Regions from separate parts of the Rattus norvegicus genome. Here region 2 is linked to region 1. Evidence: chromatin contacts called from public Hi-C data. All regions are on one chromosome and are shown on one strand. The core of a region is the stretch at or near the end of the contact, and the rest is flanking DNA. Distances in the headings are between cores, read along the strand shown. Region 1 overlaps Prox1 (prospero homeobox 1). Region 2 has its middle 240 kb from the start of Rps6kc1.

Region 1 (3,067 bases), core at 249-2,748:
TCTCATGTGGCTCTGGCTGGCCTTGAACTCAGCATGTAGTCAGAGAAGATTACCTTGAACTTTTGATCCTCCTGCCTCTAGCTTCCTGGGTGCTGTGAGGACAGACCTGTGTCCCAGGCTTTAATGCTTTTATAAAGGCAGTTGACTCGTGTGAGGTAGCAAATTCCTGACCAGCTATGTCTCTGTTACTGAGGGAAACCATGTGCAAGGAGCCAGTAACGTCAATGTAAACAGAAATGGGTTAGAGAGTTACGGGCTGCTGGTCTGGTTGTTGGAGGGGTCCTCTTGGCGCAACATGAAGTAGCTTGCTAATTTGCAGCATAGGGTAAAAGGGTTCTTGGAGAGCCTCCGATACTGGAGCAGGTCGTCTCTCCATGGAGGCTCCAGAGAGTGTGTGGGGGTAAAAATGGCTATTCTGAGAGAATGCTGAGGGATTCCACCCACAGGTAGAGATCTCACCCAGGAAAACAGAGAGCCTCTTGCTCTCTGCTCAGAACCCTTTCTCCACCTTCATTTACCAGAGGGGGGTAGCATCTTCCTGATGTTTGGGGGGTAATCGGGGTTCAGGATTAGGAGCATGATATTACCCATACTTCATGCACCTCCTCACACCTAATGGCTTTCCCATCGCTAATAAACATCTGCGGAAAAGCCCTTAGTGACAAGTAATCCCTTATCTGGGTTTCTTTTAATAGAACCCAACAATCTCTACCATGAACCCTTGAGTCTTCTCAGCATCAGGTGCAACAGTCAATCAAGTCACTGGAATGCAAGACAATGCAGGCTGCCGGGGGCGGGGGAGGGGGAGGCCAGGCCTTTGGACATGCCACAGGGGAAAAACAAAAGGCTTCCAAAGTCTTTGGCAGACCTAGGAGGCTATTGTGGGAGCTGCTTGGCCGGGAGTTCTTCAGGAGGGGACAGTGGAAACTTTGCTCTGATAAAAAGGCATCCCAGCCTAGGAGCCTTACCCCAAATAGTCTTGCCTTGACATTTAGAAAACAGACTCACGGTGAGGTGCTTGAACACACTGGCCACTCTGAAGGGAGATGGCCAGCAAGCACCTACCAACTTCACCCTGATTATTTGCTCTTGCTTGCCCATCAGAGAGAGCCAGTGGCTTCCAGAGGATGGAGGGAAGGAGTTCACATCTGTTTAGTCCACAGCTGGGCAGCGCACACAGGCAGTGGGCTGGGCGGGGGAATGTTTTGCTGCTCCTCTCTCTCTCTCTCTCTCTCTCTCTCTCTCTCTCTCACACACACACACACACACACACACACACACAGATAGGATTGAGTGGCAAAGACATCCCCCTCCTGTCTTCCTCCTCCTCTTCCCAGTTGCTTTACCTTCAAGGATGATTTGTTTTATTAAACTGGCTGTCCCCAGTCTCTGCAGTCCATAATGAAAGCCTGACATAGCAGGCTGCCTGCCTTCTGTGTCCTACAGACACTCATCATAAGTGTCAGGACATACCAAGGTTAGCGGTCACTGGAAGTGTGCTCGCTGGCCCAAACCTTGCCAAACGCTCTTGGCAGCTGAATGAATGTCACAGAGAATAGAGGGGGAATTACAAAGGTTAAAAAGAAGACAGTCTCTCCTATTTTCTGGAGACAGAGAGGCTGATTTTTCACACCTCTGAAGCATCCCTCTGCTCACTCACTGGCCTCTAGAAGGGGGGGGGGGGACCATAACCCTGCCCTTTGCTCAGGTCCCCATGGACAGGCCTCTACTCTTGATCCCCTTCAAAGGACTGGCCTCAGCTCACCGATAGAATCATCTTTACTGAAATGGATAGAAAACACGCCAAGTATTCCTCCCCCCCAATTCCCCCACAGCCCTTCCCCAAGAACCACCACCCAATGACCATTTCAGCCTATCAATAGATCCCAATCTCAGTAAGGAAGGTGTTTTTGACACTATCTTTTAAGCTAATCCCTCCACGTCCCCCAAACTTCAACATAAAAACGGAAGATGTGTGTAAGGATGACAGGGCTGGTTGAGAGGGAGAAAAGAGAGCCCTGCTTGTATTTTGGTGAATCCGTCCGTGTGTGGGTTTTCTTTCTTTTTTCCTTCTCCACTTTTTTTTAATACTATAAAAGGGCAATAAAATGCTGACTTGGAGAAGACAATGTCAAGGAGAAAAGGGTGCTGGTATTTTGGATACTCTTCACTGCTCGCCTTGGAGAGAGTTATTCTTGTCACAGGCCTTTTGTCTGCATCTGCTGACGGCTTGCCCATAGCCAGCAGCATACTTTAACTGTTTTGTCACCTCCCAACATCACATGCATCAGCTGTTGGGCTTTTGTTACGGGTATTGTAGAACTAATCCGCTGTGGCTGTTCTACTGTGCAGTAAATAAAACAGAAACCGGCTTCTCAGACCGTTGTGCATGAATATTTCAGACAGCTTTTTACAACTCGGGGACTCACCAAATCAAATAAATAAATAACTCCCCCACCCCCAGCATCCACAGACCCTCCCCACCGACTGAAACAAAACCCCTCCAGCTCAACACAGATGCCTCCGAGTCACAGGGAGTGAAGCTGGCAAGTTGAAAGAAGAGTGTTCTCGACTTGGGCCCTCCCGAGTTCGTAGTTAAGAGGAGAGTTAAATACATCTGAGGCTCAGCACTGAAAATTTGCAGAGCCTTTGGTGGGGGGGTTGTATGTTTATATAGTTATATATTTTAATATATTTTGCACACACATGTACGTGTATGTTTCCATATATACTCTTAATTAATCCCTGTGTCCTTTCTATAATGTGTACCCTGTACAGAGGTGTGCTGAGAAAATCAGACTCTAAAATGTTCTTCAAAACTAAATACACACCACGAACCCACTCCACGTAGGAACAGGGCAGTCCACCAAGTAGAGACACCAAGGCCTCCCCACAAGATGACTTCTGAATGTCTTTGGAAGAGTTCAGGAGAGAAAGGGCATCTATCTTCCCCACATGGGCATGCTTGGGACACAAAGGTCCCAGGAAAGAGACAAACACTGAAGTTCTTTCGGAGCCATTCACCCCGGTGGGCACATGATTCCCCTAAACAAACTGGCCCATCCCT
Region 2 (3,067 bases), core at 290-2,789, 570 kb after region 1:
TGCCCACTGGGATCATTAGCCTTTTATCTCTCAACCCTTGCCACCAGCATCAGATCCCTGAGCCTGGGCGGCCCAGGGGGAGTCGAGCTGAGAAGTGTCTATATTGTAAAGTGTTGGTTAAACAACCCCACCGCATTCTTATTTGCTGGAGGTTTTAGGGAGCAGATGTAGGACTGGCAGGGCTCAGAGCTGGCGATATCGTTCTAGCTCACTCAGAGCCAACACGCACAGACCCACAAAAAAGAAAGCTGCATTCGGTGCGTGTGCCTGGGCATGCGCCTCGCCTCTGCGCCGTTCTCCGGTCCAAGGTTCCTCGGAGTCCGAGTTGACCAACGCAAAACCAGCTTGGGGGCCGGCCAAGAGAAATATGAGTTCTCCCAGAATCTGCGTGTGGGTGTCTCTCCGCGAGAGGGCTCGATGCGAGTCTCCCCGCCTGCGGGCACAGGGGCTGGGCAGGCGACTCGCCCACTGCAGGCTGGTGCAGTGGTTGCTGGAGAAAGGGCGGATGAATGCAGAAGCGACTATAAAGGCCAGCGGCGGCGAGGCGATGCTGCAGCTGTCAGGCAATAACTTAGATAGTTACAGCTGCCATCACCTAGCTCGCGCGAGCTTTTTAATATCTTTTGGCAGCTCGCGGTGTCACAGCACAAAGGGAGAGTTGGCACTTCCTAGCACACTTTGTTTGACATAACTGTAGGCAGGACCCAGCTGATACCTTCAGTGCCGGGTATGGGTTTGCTCTTAAGGTGCATTTGATCGGATCAAATGCCAGGATTCCCCCTACCTCTCTCCCTCCTCTCACCACTGCCCTGCTTCTGCGCAGGGCACATGACACCCCTAAATCACACGTTGGGCACTGGATCAGATGGATGGGAGGACTCGGCGGGTGCTCGGCATAAGGCTGGCTCTGTAAGCATCCAGCAAAGGAGAAGGGAATCGGGGAGCACAGCAAGACTCGGAAAGGAGGGGTGGAAAATGGTGGTGGAACTTCCCCTAGCCTTGGGGAGAGACGGTCCTGCTTCGCCCCTTCATCCAGAGAATATGCCGTCAATCATTGCACGGCCATCTTGCTTCCTGCTCGGCACCCTAATCCGATATTGCTGGGCCACACGCCTCCTCCCCAGTCACATGGGAACCTGGCCTGTTTCAAGCAGCTCCTTCCCTGCATATCACGATTCTTCTGAGGACCAACAACTAAGAAGACCGATTGAAGCAGCTGTTCCCACCACAGTGACAGCTCCACCTGTCTGGGCATCCTGGTTAGTGAGAACTATCTTTCCCCCCGGGTGGGAGTTTAGTAGCAAAAGAAGAGTTCTGGTTGCGGCCTCAGTGCCCATTCATTCTGGTTCTGACCAATAGGTATGTGTTTGTGCTCCTCTCTAGGAAGTGGCTCTGGATGTGGGGGAACACCAGGAAGACACAGAAAGGAAAGTGTGTGAGGTTCGTCAAAGCAAGTTCGCTATCAGCTTTCCAACCACTGTGGCAGAACCTGGTTAGAAAAAGAGGTGATTCATGCTCACACAGTAGAGGGATCCAGGTCGTGACAGGTTGGCCTGTTTGTTTTGGGCTTGGCAGGGCCGGCAGCCTATCATGGCTGGTGCACATGGACCTCATACCATCATCAGCCAAGAACCAGAGGAGGAAAAGAGGAGACCTGAGATTCCCTTTTAAGCATACTTCCTGCTGGTCTAACACACACACACACACACACACACACACACACACACACACACAACCTAAACCCCATCTATCCATCTATTAAAGACTCCACCACCAAAGCACCTCCCTGGGTCCCAAGCCTCCTGCTTATGGACCTGGGGACAGCTGAGACCCAAACTATAGCAGATTCTGACTGTGTTCATTGCTAGGACCACTGTGCAAACCAAACTGCTACAACAGAAGATGCTCTCACCTCAGCCTGGTGTCTAGATGAAGGCAACAGCAGATCTGAGTCTTCCTAAGGACTGGAAGGGAGCGCCTGGCCCTGCCTCTCCCTTGGCTTTCAGTGGATTTTGCACAAGCTTTGGTGTTCCTTGGTGTGTAGATACATCTCTCCAGCCTCTGCTTTCATCTTTATGTAGTGTTCCACATACATTCATCATGTGCTTATGTATGTGTGCATGTGCATATGTGTGCAAGCTTATGTGTTTATGTATGTGTGCAAGCATATCAGATGTGTATATATGTATGCGTATGTGTATATGTATGCATGTGTGCATATATGTATATGTGTGTGCATATGTGTGCATACTTATGTAGAAATGTCTCTGTGTACATGTATGTGTGCAAGCATATTCAGATGTGTATGTGTATGCAAATATGTGTATATACATATATATGTATACAAATGTATGTATATATATGTATGCATGCACATATGTGTGCATACTTATATAGAAGTATATCTGTGTATATGTATGTGTGCAAGCATATTCAGATGTATATAAATGTGTATGTGAATATGTGTATATACATACATATGTATATGTATGCATGTGTATTATATATGTATATGTGCACATGTGTATATGTATGCATACATATATAGAAGTGTGTCTGTGTATATGAATGTGTACAAGCATATTGGATGTATATATATTGTGTGAATATGTATATATACATATATGTATATGTGTGCATGTGTATTGTATATGTATATGTGTGTATGTGCATATTTGTGCATACATATGTAGAAGTGTATCTGTGTAGATGAATGTGTGCAGGTGTAACATGTGCATGCATGTGTGTATATTTGTAGGCATATGGGGAGGAGGGGTTTGGGGGTTGTTTGGCTTTCTTTTGATATCACCTCACTGTTTGAGGTGATACTGGTTCATGTGGCAGTGAAGGCATGGCATTGGGAGGCTCCAGGCTGGTGCAAGCATACAATGGAGACTCATCTCCCCACATGCTGGCAGACCAGGAAGTGGGACCAGCTACAAGCAAAGATATGTCCCTAGTGACCTGATCCTCCAATGAGGCTCCCTCTGAGAACAATGACACCATCTGGGAACCAAACCACGACAGGGCACAGCCCACTCCACTCTGACCACAATGCCTCTGTACA

What was found. A called contact is a pair of places that touch in the nucleus more often than the background predicts.
Region 2: a Hi-C map of liver shows a contact between it and region 1, with 4 times the contacts expected there. The contact joins two enhancer-like sites. A contact is called at or near these places in 2 of 12 Hi-C or Micro-C datasets (kidney and liver).

What each region holds. Positions count from the first base shown.
Region 1 is chr13:104,205,358-104,208,424 of GRCr8, forward strand. All of the region lies in intron 4 of Prox1 (prospero homeobox 1), which reads right to left. Among named protein-coding and RNA genes, the nearest start is that of Prox1, 44 kb to the right of the region's middle. Within about 2 kb of position 1,499, at least 28 of the 93 cell types and tissues checked have an H3K27ac peak or open chromatin away from gene starts, as enhancers often do. A contact at or near this core is called in liver, where this site is marked.
Region 2 is chr13:104,778,357-104,781,423 of GRCr8, forward strand. No RefSeq gene overlaps it. Among named protein-coding and RNA genes, the nearest start is that of Rps6kc1, 240 kb to the right of the region's middle. Within about 2 kb of position 1,540, at least 5 of the 93 cell types and tissues checked have an H3K27ac peak or open chromatin away from gene starts, as enhancers often do. A contact at or near this core is called in liver, where this site is marked.